Regions from separate parts of the Mus musculus genome. Here regions 1 and 3 are each linked to region 2. The links are chromatin contacts, called in public HiChIP or PLAC-seq and promoter capture Hi-C maps. All regions are on one chromosome and are shown on one strand. The core of a region is the stretch at or near the end of the contact, and the rest is flanking DNA. Distances in the headings are between cores, read along the strand shown. Region 1 has its middle 36 kb from the start of Gm39023. Region 2 holds the start of Nsmce3 (NSE3 homolog, SMC5-SMC6 complex component). Region 3 holds the start of Asb7 (ankyrin repeat and SOCS box-containing 7).

Region 1 (4,291 bases), core at 874-3,373, 1.1 Mb before region 2:
GTCAGAGACTCTTGTCTTCTGCAGGCCCTCTCCCACCTGCACTCCTACCATGTGAAGTTATGGTGAGCAGATGCTCCCAGATGTGAGCAGGCTGCCAGTTGCATGTGGTATCTCCCCACCCTCCATTTAGAAGAAAAAAGACTCAGAAGGGCTAGAGGTGCAATAAGCCATCTCAAAGTCTCGGAGGTGCAATCTCTAGCTATACCTGGGACTTCAGAAATGCTTCATCCATTAAGAAACTCCAATCTAGGACTGGAGAGATGGCTCAGCAGTTAAGAGCACTGACTGCTCTTCCCAGAGGTCCTGAGTTCAAATCCCAGCAACCACATGGTGGCTCACAACCATCTGTAATGAGATCTGATGCCCTCTTCTGGTATGTCTGAAGACAGCTACAGTGTACTTACATATAATAAATAATTAAATAAATCTGAAAGAAAGAAAGGAAGGAAGGAAGGAAGGAAGGAAGGAAGGAAGAAAGAAAGAAAGAAAGAAAGAAAGAAAGAAAGAAAGAAAGAAAGAAAGAAAAAAGAAAGAAAGAAGGAAAGAAGGAAAGAAGGAAAGAAGGAAGGAAGGAGAGAGAGAGAGAGAGAAAGAAAGAAAGAGAGAGAGAGAAAGAAAATCCAGTCTAAGGGCAAGAGGGTGTCCCCCAAGGCTCAGTTCATATGGTACAGCCTGAGGCGAGAGGCTCCTCCCTTCCAGAGTGCTTGTGTTTGACTGGGTGGAGCATAGGTGCACAGGACTAAGTGCTGGGGGCCCTTGAGACCCCACAAGCACAGTGCTTTTGAGACCCCACAAGTGCAATTTGTGGTTTTATTTGCCAGACCTCAGTGTGAGACCCAATCAGAACCGAGTGCTGGTTCAGTGGATGAATGTCAGTAAAAAGGAGAGTGTTTCAGTCAGACAATCTGTAATTCTGTGGGATGGGTGTTGGCTCATGCTAATGATATCAAGTGTACACACACACACACACACACACACACACACACACACACACACACGTGTGCGCACTCACTCAAAAATCACCATACATGAAAAATGTGTGAAGTACAATTAATGTGTTGATTGTCGCCGGGCACGGTGGCATATGCCTTTAATCCCAGCAGTCGGGAGGCAGAGGCAGGTGGATTTCGGAGTTTGAGGCCACCCTGGTCTACAAAGTGAGTTCCAGGACAGCCAGGGCTCTACAGAAAAACCCTATCTTGAAAAATACCCCCCGCCAAAAAATTCTGCTGATTGTCTACCTCCAGCGTAGCCGCACGCACTGCACAGCGATGACTGACTGTTTCCTCTACTGGTCTCTAGTTCTTAGATGTGTCAGCTCAAAGCCGGGGCCCAGCATCATGAAAAGGGATTGTAGTATATACCACTAGCCTGAGAAAAAGTCCAAACTCACTATTCAGTGTATGGTTTCTATTGAATACACACCAATTTCACACTATGGCTTAGTCAAAAAGTCCTGTCAGGCCACTGGCATGTGTATGTACAGACATCTACAGGGACAGACAAACGTGCACACATGCCAACGGAAAGTCATCACCTGTAGGCTGAATACAGATTTTTCTTGAAACTTGTATCATCTTGTAGACCATAACACGTAGTGTGTGTGTGTGTGTGTGTGTGTGTGTGTGTGTGTGTTTATATATGCACATATGTGTATAGGTTTTCCAGGTAACTTGTATTACTTCTGGTGCGTCCGCTGCTGAGCAGCCCTGTTCACTCCAAGAGAAAGAAAATGTTAATAAACCGAAAGCGCCCTGGCTTCTCAGGAAATAAGCTGGCAGGATTTTTAGTAAGAGCAGGATCTGAGCCAGTGTTGAAGGGCCTATGAACTGACTGCCGGAAGGGCTCAGGCGTGGGAGGCAGGAAGTCAGTCTAGCCTCTCTGCCTTTGACGCCCTAAGCAGTTTGGCCTTCTTAAGCAGTTAGTTACCTGTAAAATAATCAGAGCCAGCTCCTGTGACCTGTCTGTGATGAAACTGCCTCATACGAGGATCCAGACGTGACGCCAGGGCTCTTCCTCACTCTCACAGTCAAAAGCTTTCACCTTACACACTAGCCCAAGCTGTTCCCACAACCCTGTGACAAAGTCCCTTTAGCAGCAGCCCCATTCTTGTGCCCTACAACACACCAAAGGACTACCACAGACAAAAACCTTGAAACAAAAAAACACCAGGGCTGAGCCCACCCCCTTAGCATGTATAAGATACACACAGGAAGGAAGTGGCTGGCTGATTCAAGGAGGCAGGGCTACAATGTCTCCAGGAAGGAATATTTTCCAACCAGTTCACCCTGCCTGTGGTTTTGAACAAGATTTCAGACATAGCTCTAGCCAGTCCCCAGCCCCCTGCTGTGTCGCTCCTGGACCCTCCACCAACATGGGCAGCAGCTGCTGTCTAGACACAGCAACAAGGGTGGGTGCCCATGCAGGAAGTCATCCAGCAGGCTGCTCTGCTCAATGGTCTTGGAGTTGGAAGCAAGCAAGAGAGGCACAAGCTGCTTGTGGTGGGAGCAGGAAGGGCCAGGCCCTGCCTGGTGGGCAGGGAAGAGGACATTCCCCCCTGCCTCTTGCTGGGTACTCCCGGAGATGACTCATCAGCAAACCTGTTTTTGGTTTCTGCTCATAACTAGCTCCAGGTCTCAGCAGATCCAGCTCTGAGCTCCAGGGTCTCTCCAAACAGGACCCTCCCTGGATTGGAAGTTTCTTCTCTGTGTCTGTGACTGGGAGGGCTTACAGGAAGGATCCAGTTCTGAGCTCTTCCATCCCCTGCCCTTCTGTGTCCAAAGCTTCCCCTCTGTTAAAGCTCTTGTTGCAGGGTAGGCAAGAACACTGGGGCACTTCCCACTCTGCCATGGACACTGGCACTCTGTCCTTCCTCCCTGTCCTCTGCTCACGTCCTATCTGGTGTCAGCTTTAGCAACTTTCTGGACTCTCCAGATGGAAAGTCCCTCTTTCTTACTGCCTCTAATCTGACACCATAACCAATGGCAACTATGTATCCAGCCATGTGAGTCCAACTGAGTCACTTCAACTTGCTGAGCTTCAGTTCTACATCTGTAGGGTAGGCATGTTGAGAGATGCCAACAGAGATGAAGCAACCATTGTGAAGCAAGGAGCTGAGCACCTAGAGCTGGTCCAGGACCCTGGTAGACACTAACACCAGGGCAGAGGGTGCTGAGTGATCTTTTTTCCAGGCAGTGGCCACTCCCCCCCTTCAATCAGATTAGCCAGTTCCCCCACATCTCCACCCACAGTCTTGCCTGCATATGGTAGGTCTGACATGTAGTTGAGGGCCAGCAGACTCCACGTAGAGGAAGGCAGCCAAAACCCCAGAAGAGCCAACAACCTCTCCCATAGAGAAGAACAGATAGAGAGCAGATGGAGCCTTTACTGTTAGGGGCTGCCTGGGCCAGACACCCATTTCACAGACTACAGGTGCCAGTCAGTGAGGCCCACACAGGAACAGGGCTGGGTCCTCCATAGAGAGCTTACAGCTAAGCTCTCAGAGTGGGTGGCATTGAAGTGCCATTCCCCAGGACAACAAAGCCTGCAGGTAGGGAGGCTTCTTGACTGGTGACAGTCAGAACAGAGCTAGAGGTCATGGACTTGGCCTTGGAACTGAGGAGCTGGAGCCCTTTCTCCTAGACTGTCCTTGCCTCCATGAATGGACAGCAACAGGGTACAAATCTGAAGGCCAGGGAAGGAGAAAACCAGTCCAATGTCCCAGGACTCTATAGGGATCACTCTCAGAGGGTCGTTGTCTTGGCCCATTCCTGGGTGACCAAATTCTCTTGGTGGTTTAAAAATAAAGGTCATATGGACACATCTTTCTATGAGTGGACCCTGACCTGTGACCTTTGGAGACACCAAATCTGGAAAGCACTGGCCACCACCCAGCACCAAGACCCGGTATTCTCTGGAGTTGCCATTTGGACTCTATAGTGGTAGCACCTGTGTTCAGGCAGACTGCAGCCAGCATGCAGGGAGAGGCAGGAGGCCCACGCTGTCCACCAGAATGCTCTACCGCTGTGTCTAGTGGAGTTGCCAAGGTCATTTAAACCTTCCAGGCAGGGTCTCAGGATCAGAGCTATGTAGACATTCAAGCCAGGCCCAAGAGTGATAACTCCCTCTAGTGGGACTAGCCAAGTACAGTGCCAAAGCAGATTCACTGCTCAGAATTCCAAGTCAGAGATCCATTGGATATTTCTGCAGAACCAAGAGTGTGAAGATGCCAGGCCCTGTGCAGACCAGTACACCTGGCCTCGACCTTAGTGGAGTGAATCGATTGCATCTC
Region 2 (4,343 bases), core at 1,199-3,698:
GATTTTTGATGTGGGAGGGCCCAGTTCACTGTAGATAATGCTATCCCTGGGGCAAGTGGTCCTGAGCTGTTTAAGCAGGCTGGGCAAGCCAGTTAGCAGTGTTCCTTCATAGCCTCTACTTTATTTCCAGCCTCCAGGATTCCTCAGTGATGGACTACAACTGAAATAAAACCCTTACCTTCCAAGCTGCCTGTGGTCATGGTATGTCACAGCTGGAGAAAGCATCCTAGGACACTACTGCAACACAAGCCAACAGTCAGTAGCCCCTCTCGTCCCTTCAGACCTCGTAGCTACCACAGACTCCTCTAGTTGGCCTCTAGTTCAGGGCTGATTAAAGTCACCTGTCCTCACTGCCACCCTGTTTGTTCTTCTGATGACGAACTTGCAACTCTTCTCAGAACAACAGTACTTACTGCCTGTGCCCAGTGTTTGGCCAGATACTATGAAGAACTCCAAGGAATCTGTGAACTTGTTTCCTGACTCACCTATAGCAACATAAAGTGCCCCTCATCTTGTGGTAGCCTTGTTCACACTGGTCTGTCCGCACCAGACATCACCCTGAGTTCTTCTAAAGAACTATTCTTCCACACCAGGGCTTTGCTCAGCTTTATCTCGTTTCCTATTTATTCACCTTAAGGGCACACTTGATTCTACAGATACACAAGCTAAATTCTTCTGGTGGAACAGGATCTGCACTTGGGCAGTGTGGTTCCCAATCAGGCCTGGTTAATCGATACGACACGACACTGTTTTATAAACCGGAGACCTAACGATTTTTACAACTTGCTCTAATACACATTCACACACTTCTGCAACACCATTGACTTAGCTTATCATGGAAAAAAAAAAAAAGTCTGGAATCATGACATTTCCTTTTTAGCCGCAATTTCTAACAGGGAAACAATAATAATAATAATGGTGAACTGACTCAAAAGTATAGTATTTGTTATACTAGAAAAGAATCTTAAGTAGAACCCATAGGACAACAGAATTATGATTATGAATATAAAAATGCTAGAAAACACATCACATAGATTTCGTGGGACCACAAGTGCTCACACCCAACAGAATATGTATATTTAAAGCTGTGTTGACAAGAAGCTAAAACAATTTTATTTTCAATTTTAAAAAGACTTTTATTTTTCCCCAGGAACTAGTCATTAAGATAATAGCTACCCTGTTTCTTTATCGTCTAGAACATCAAAGCAATTTACCAAAGTGTTCCTTCTTGAATATGTTTGGCATCATACAATTTCATTTAGGTTTAGAAAGTTAGAAAACTCTTTATAAACAAAAAGACAATTAAATGAAAATTTAAAGCTCCAAACCATAATAATAATAATAAAAAAATCAAACAAAAAACCCTGCAACACATCCTAACGCTCCAAGGCCTTTATGCGTAGCAGAATCAAGCTTCCTCCGACCCCCATTCCCCCTGTTCTTTTATACTGGATCTCCAGAGTCCCTCAGACCATAACTCAAAGAGTTCAAGAGGATGTGGCTGGGGCACTAGCAGTTGCAGGTCTAGCCCTACTCTCCTCATCTGCCAAAGCCTCGCAGTATTGTGTGGGCCAGTCTTTGGGGTCCTGGTTATGGACTTTGGCCACAAACTTAAGAACTTTCATCTTGCTGGTTTCCAGGTTGGTTCGCGGGCCCCACTGTAATTCATAGTCCACAGGATCGGTGTGGGGTATCCTCCGGTACTCCAAGTAGCGCTGCCGCACAAAGTCTTCGGTAATGAGTTTCTTTGGGTCGCCAAAAATTAAGTGTTTCTTAGTGGGGTACACTCCGAGCCGTCGCAGGAAGTCCCAGACCTCAGTCTCGGTGATGGTGTTGCCTTTCATGAAGATAAGCCCCAGGACTATCATAAGCAGGCCCGAGATGGGGGTACCCTGATCGCCCCTCATCTCCGCATCCGCCTCCACCGGCTCCAGCATGTTGATGAGGATGTAGCTGTGGCTCTTGGGCTCCAGCTCCACCAGCTTGTACCCGAACACGTATTGCAGGCGCTCGGCGGCCAGCTTCAGAAGGTTGGGGTACACGTCCCGGTAGTCGCCCACCACGTGCTTCAGGATGTCCGTCCGCTTGATCGGGATCTTCTTCTGGTCCTTGATCAGCAGGAACTGCACCAGCTCGGCCACCTTCAGCTCCAGCTGCTTCTGAGTGCGCGGCCCCACGGTCGGGGCCGACAGGGAAGCGCGGGAGCCCTGGGAGGAGCCGCCCGCGGCGCGGGACGTGCTGGGTCCTTCCTCGCCAGCGCCTCCCCAGTCCCGCTCCGGGTCAGCCTGCGTGCTGGGCCGACCGCGGCCCCTCGGCTTCTGCAACATGTCCCCGGTCGGCGGAGAGCAGGCCGCGATCGGGAGCAGCAACCGCCAGAAGACTCCGCCGAGCGAGCGCGCCCCAGAGGCTGGGAGAGAAGCTGCGGCGCGCGCGTGACGTCACGTCGCCGGCGCGCTGCGTCCGGGAGGCGGAGCGATACGACTGGGAGCCAGCCTGCGGGGGCGGGGACTCTTCATAGCTACTGCGCATGCGGAGGGCCTCGGCGCTGGCAGCAGCTCCTCCTGGGCTTTATCCCCAGTTTTAATGAGAATTGAATGGTGTTTATGAGCTCATATAAATAGAAAACAAGAACCAAAACTTCTCGGCAAGTGTGCGGTTGAGTTCTAGGGCACACCTGTTTAGACACGTCTAATAGTTTTTGGTTAGTTTTTAAGCTACAAAGTTTGTCTATGGAACACAAAGGATAAATGTGTGCGGGTGGGAAAATAAAGGGAGAGGAGGAAAAGATCTGGAAAGTCAAGAAAAAAAAAAAAAGAGTTACCGGGCAGTGGTGGCGCACGCCTTTACTCCCAGCACTTGGGAGGCAGCGGCAGGCAGGTCTCTGGGTTCGAGGCCAGCCTGGTCTACAGAGTGAGTTCCGGTGCAGCTAGGGCTACACAGAAAAAACCTGTTTCGAACCCCCCCCCCCCCCCAAATAAAAAAAAGTGTTGACTTGTGCACCAAATGCGGGACATGACAGACTAGGGGACCCTGTCCCGGTATCTGTCCTTGGCAGAGTTCATTCCCACCTGGCCAGTTAATTTCTGTACAATCCCTTGAGTCTGTAAGGGAAGTTATTCTTAAAAGCAAGACTTCTGCAATTTTCAGGTTCACATTCTCTTCATTGAATTTCAGTTAGATGACCATGAGAAACCACGTAAGCACTGCCAATAACGTGACTTAGTTTGGTAATGTGGACTGACCTTTTGGAAGACATGTTTGGGAAAACTGCCGCGGACCCACATCCACAATTTTAGCAGAAACATGTTAGAGGAATGCTAACCCCAGAGGCACTTGCTCTCTCCAGAGATTACCATTTAATTTAGGTTACCAATGATTGGGAGTAGCAATAATGTGAATTTCTTAATTCTCTCTCTTAATATATAAGCTTTAAAATCTCAATAAGAAAGAGAAGAGCTATCATCCTTTATAATTTGTGGTGTGTGTGGCTTGTAGATGGTTTAAATTGTGCAACTCTAATAGACAAAATGAGTCATTTCATTAACTCAAACCATCAGCAGTCTGTTGCTATTACTGCTGTGGATCTCAGCAAATGGGTTTCTTCTCCATTTACTGACAACGGAACTGAGTTTTCCTCTCTCTTTTTTAAAGCTACCAAGAAAATAGGTAAACTATTCAGAGAACGAACTCAAATTGATTTCCTCCTTAATGCAAATATATTCAGAGGAAAGCAATTCAGATCACATTATTTGAATAATAACACCAAAACATGGCCTTATTAAAATTTCATTAAATGTAAGCAGCATAAAATTTTTGTTTATAATTCAATATGAAAATGCACTCTGATAATGGGACCTGCAATGCTAATATAAAATCCCACCCCATGTTGTGATTCAAGTGTTCTGAAATCTAGTGAGCTTTGAGCAGTAACTTTCTATTCCATACAGGGTCTACGAAGACATCATCAAAGGTTGGTCGCAATGGCAGAGGCTGCAACAGTTTGAATGTGTCCTTTAAAGCTTGCATGTTGGAAATGTAATCCCCCCACTGAAGAGGGCTTTGTCCTCATGAGTGAATGAATGCCATGTTCTCTGTAATGAGTTAAGATTAAATCAATTTTGCCATTGTACTCTCTAAACCTCTCACGACACAGTGATGCTCCACAGATGTGGTACCTGGCCCCTAGTCCTCCCACCCTTCAGAGTCACGAGTGGAGGACAATTCTCCTATTTCCAGTTTACTCACTCTGTGCATTATTTTACAGCAACACAAAATGGACCGAGACCAACTAAATAAAACACAGCATCATGACACTCTTCCATTCATCTGCTTCAGTTTCCCTG
Region 3 (4,100 bases), core at 727-3,226, 1.8 Mb after region 2:
TTATGTCTTAAAGATCAGTAGAATCAAAACATATTATTTGTGTTTGTGTGTGCAAGCACACACACACACTGGCAGACAAGACAGAAAATCTAAAGGAATAAAAGCCTACCATTTTGAATACTTCTTTGTACTGAAAATTTCAAAAAACAGTTGAGATATTAAAATAAATGAGTCACTTTTTATACGTGATAACAAATATTATAGTTATTCATTAGGCAGTCTCTAGGTTGTCCTTGTATAATCTCTCCCTATGGTTTATTTGTATACATTCTCTCTTTATATTAATGTTCTAAACTTACCTTTTGGGCATTTTCGGAGGCAGCAGAAATCTGAGCACATGACCTAGGTGCTTATATTTCAATCTAGTAAATTCTCTGTAAGGGTTTTAAAATGAGAAAACAAGAATGACCACTGCCAAAACCAAGCAGCAGATAGCTAAACATACCAAAACAATACTTTGTTTCAAAATTCCTGACTGTGCCACTATTGTCAAGGAGATACATTGTAAATTTTTATAAGTTCACCTAGAACACCAGAGATGTAACAAATACTATGTATCACTTCATAACAACTCCTGGTGTCCATCCACTTTTCTCACACAAACACACAAGAACACCCATAGTAAACTATATACTTTGTTTCCGGGGCTAATAGTGCTTTTATACAGTTCCTATACTGTTCCCATTCTTAAGCTACACACATTCACTTGTTCCAGGAAAACCAAATCCAATTATTTTCTTCAAAACCTGTAAGTTTCAGTCCTCCTGTTCACCTTCTGCTACTAAGTCATTATCAGTTAGGTAACTCTGAAGCTTTCCTGATGGAGGCATAGAGAGAAAAAAATGTACATGGGCAAAACAGTAAACTGTGGTTTAATTAAAAGCAGAATCATTCAGAATTAACAAGCAATTAACATGGAATTGAAGAATTCCTATGAGAGTATGTAAGGCGGGGAACTACAAAAAGGTCTCCAAGCCTCCGAGCAGAGTACATGACACAGTATACCAAAAGATAATGCAAAACACGGAAACGCTCTGATCAGGTCCCAGAAGACGTTTCTGGGCTAGAGAAGTTACTGGGGTGTTAAGGACCAGGCATGGGCAGTGCTTCTGGTTTTGCTAGGAAACTAGGATCTAAGAAAGCTTGCATTCCCAGGCAACCACCCTGGAAATAAAGCGTTACTTAATGAGGTAGGGGCCAGGAGTAAACAATGGGGGAAGGGAGGTCTGCCTCTTTACCTTTCAAGAGGATGCTGGTCCAAAGCACTCTGTTTATTGCTCCTCTGGTGGGTGGCCAGACCCCTTCTACTCGCGAGTGTCCTCCAGCAAGCTCAAACCTGGAAAACAGAAACCGATCAGTGGTGCAGTGATCCAGGGGCGAGGAGAGGGCTCTGAGGATGGGGGAGCTTAGCAAAGGCTGGAGGGTGGCAAGGGCAGGCAGGCTAGAGCAGGGCTTCTCCCCCAACCCCCACCCAGCCAGCCCCCTCCCCTCAAGGGAGGAAGAAACTGACTTTACCTGTGTCCTCAGTTGCAGCTCCTCTCTCTCCTTTCAGCCTCCTGCACATTCACCAACTTCTCCATTGAAGAAACACCCCAGGCAGGGCCGGACACCGTGTTCCTGATCCTCCTGGGTGCTTCACGGCCCCAACCCAGAGAGCATCCAGATAGTCGATCAGGCTGGGGGTGGCGGTCTTGGCCTCGGAGCAGCCTCCGGGAAGGGGCGCTGGGAGGAAGTGCCGGCTGGGTGGGGGGGGGGGGGGGCAGTCCCGGTCCAGGGGCTCAGACCAAGGGTCTGCCGCGCGCCGGGCCGGAGGCTTTCAGCTACCGAGGGACTCAAGAGGTCTGGGGACAGAGAGACCCTAAGTCATACCAGGTCCGAAGTGTCAGCAGCAGGGTGTCCCGACAGGGGGCTTTCGGGATGCACTTTGCACTGGGCCACCCCCGCCCCCTCCTTCCAGCACTTTGGGGTCACTGGGATGGGACCAAGCCTTCGACAGCCAATCAGCTGCCGCACTGGAGCCTGCGCTCCAAGCCGTAAACCAGATCCGCGGTGGGTGGGGGTTGGGGTAGGGGGTGGGGGCGACTTGGTTGGTTGGTTGCTTCCTTCTCCTCACACAGATGCCCCCACCCCCTGGCTGTCGTAAAGCTGCCCGCGGATTCGCGACAGTTAGAGGAGGCGGGCTAATAGAGGCTGGGACTTGTCTCCGATTGGTCGCTCTCCCTTCGTCCCCTCCGCTTCCCCGCAGCGGTTCTCCAGGCTCCACCCCCAGCCTGGAGACTCTAAGCGGTTGCTAAGAGACACTGTACTACGAATGGGGCTTCTACGCCTGCTGAGGGAGGGGCCGGCAAGGCCTTCCGTGGAGTACGGTGGCCTGGAGTAGGCAGCTGTGGGCACGAGTGGCCGGGCGATGGCTGCGTGGCCCGGCGGGATGGCAGCCAGGTAAGCAGGAGCCCAGGTTGAGCTGGGTGGCTGGAGCGACACGTGCGTGGCAGGCTGAGCGACGGGGGAGGCGACAGGGCCGAGAGCAGGCGATGAGGGCCCCTACTCGTCGTCGCTCTGCGGTGCTTCTTGGAAGCGAGTGGCGATGTTTGGTGCATCTGTCGGTCTCTGAGACCCGGTTAGCTTCCAGGCTGCCTCGCCCAGCCTGCGAGAGAGCACGCTCTTTGGGATCGCGAGGCTGGTTCAAGGGCTTGCCTGCGAGGATAGCGACCCTAGTGGTTTCTTGTGAATGAAAAGAGCCGGGGGAGGGGGGCGCAGAGTGGGCACATTGATACATTGTTTAAATGCATTGATTCTTTTAGCAAGTGTCTACTGGGTTGACACTACTCTAGTTGTTGGGGAGACTTTGTGAACTTTTCTTTCCTTTCTTTCTTTTCTTTCTTTTTTTTTCTTTTATCTTAACAAGAGAAGATGAAACTGCAGAATGATTAGGGAAAAAAAAAAACCCACAAAGTAATGGAATACAGTTTGACTAGGATGCGCTAGACTCTTAGATTGTGAGCCAGGTCTCCCAGAGAATGACATTTATGCTCTGTGAATGACAAAAAAAACTAGCCAACAAAGATCTGAGGGAAGGCCTTTACAAGCAGTTAATCTGAAGTGCAAAGCCTTTGGTACTTTAATAAGTTTAGGGGAACTGTGACTGAGTAAGGGGAAGAAAGATGGAAATGAGATTAGGGGGTGTGGGCAGACTGCAGATTTTGCAGGAATGTATAGGTCATGCCAGAATGATTCCCGTTTCTATGTTTTGCATTGATCACATAATAGAGAAAGCTGTTATGGGAATTGGATTCCTGGGGATGATGTAACCTATTGCGATATTTTGTTGCAGGTGGGAGTCAGTGTTCGATTTGCCTCTGGGTCTTTTTTTTTCTAGGCTGATACTCGTAGAAAAAGTATTCCTTTGATGTCTTCCACAGGAGTAACTTCTTTTTTTTTTTTTTTTTTTTTTTTGGGATTATTCAGACTTAAAAAGAGATTCTTTTTTTTTTATTTTTTTCATTTTTTATTAGGTATTTAGCTCATTTACATTTCCAATGCTATACCAAAAGTCCCCCATACCCACCCACCCCCACTCCCCTACCCACCCACTCCCCCTAGGAGTAACTTCTTATGTGGACAGACTAACTTCGCTAATTCCTAGAAAAGGTTATAAGTAAGAATAAGGGTTTGATGTGGTACCAAAACTGAAATATCTTGAAGACAATAATACTATGGCTTTGACAGGGAGTTTTGGGCTGGGCTGTCTATTCCTGACTTGAATATATACAAGAGTAGATAAAAGACAACGGAATATGATTTCCTCAGAAAAGGGGTTAGTGAAAGCCCAAGTTATCTTCTAATTGAAGAAGTCTTTGGGGGCCTCAGAGAAAGCATACAGATTATTAGCTTGTGGGCACAGAAGTAAAAAGACCCCAAAAGGCAGATCTTAAATGCCCTGCAAGGCCATGTGTTTTTGGAGTTTGGGACATCATCCTAAGAAAAATAGAAAGATTTTTCAGAATGTGGATGGGTGTATTGTAAGCCAAGATACAACTACTTAGGAAGGGATCTGTCCATGTCAAGGGTAGATAGAAATGGTTCACTGTAACTGATATGGA

Evidence for each region. Promoter capture Hi-C pulls out the DNA fragments that hold promoters and counts their contacts. HiChIP or PLAC-seq counts read pairs in DNA pulled down with a chosen protein or histone mark.
Region 1: an H3K27ac HiChIP or PLAC-seq map of thymic regulatory T cells shows a contact between it and region 2, with 7 times the contacts expected there. The contact joins the enhancer-like site here to the promoter of Nsmce3 in region 2. A contact is called at or near these places in 3 of 39 promoter capture datasets (the 3T3-L1 cell line, liver and stem cell-derived epiblast-like cells) and 2 of 115 datasets of contacts at active chromatin or transcription factors (large pre-B cells and thymic regulatory T cells).
Region 3: a promoter capture Hi-C map of pre-B cells shows a contact between it and region 2, with 4 times the contacts expected there. The contact joins the promoter of Asb7 here to the promoter of Nsmce3 in region 2. A contact is called at or near these places in 1 of 39 promoter capture datasets (pre-B cells), 2 of 484 Hi-C or Micro-C datasets (B cells and CD8 T cells) and 1 of 9 other capture datasets (liver).

What each region holds. Positions count from the first base shown.
Region 1 is chr7:63,814,333-63,818,623 of GRCm38.p6, forward strand. No RefSeq gene overlaps it. Among named protein-coding and RNA genes, the nearest start is that of Gm39023, 36 kb to the right of the region's middle. Within about 2 kb of position 2,124, at least 138 of the 459 cell types and tissues checked have an H3K27ac peak or open chromatin away from gene starts, as enhancers often do. A contact at or near this core is called in thymic regulatory T cells, where this site is marked.
Region 2 is chr7:64,870,592-64,874,934 of GRCm38.p6, forward strand. Nsmce3 (NSE3 homolog, SMC5-SMC6 complex component) reads right to left here and starts at 2,449. Exons shown (of 1, transcript NM_023239.5): 1 at 1,091-2,449. The coding sequence starts at 2,327. The coding sequence ends at 1,488. All of the region lies in intron 2 of Fam189a1 (family with sequence similarity 189, member A1), which reads right to left.
Region 3 is chr7:66,687,585-66,691,684 of GRCm38.p6, forward strand. It overlaps Asb7 (ankyrin repeat and SOCS box-containing 7), which reads right to left and starts at 1,977. Exons shown (of 6, transcript NM_080443.2): 1 at 1,516-1,977; 2 at 1,239-1,336. Lins1 (lines homolog 1) reads left to right here and starts at 2,305. Exons shown (of 8, transcript NM_152815.2): 1 at 2,305-2,439.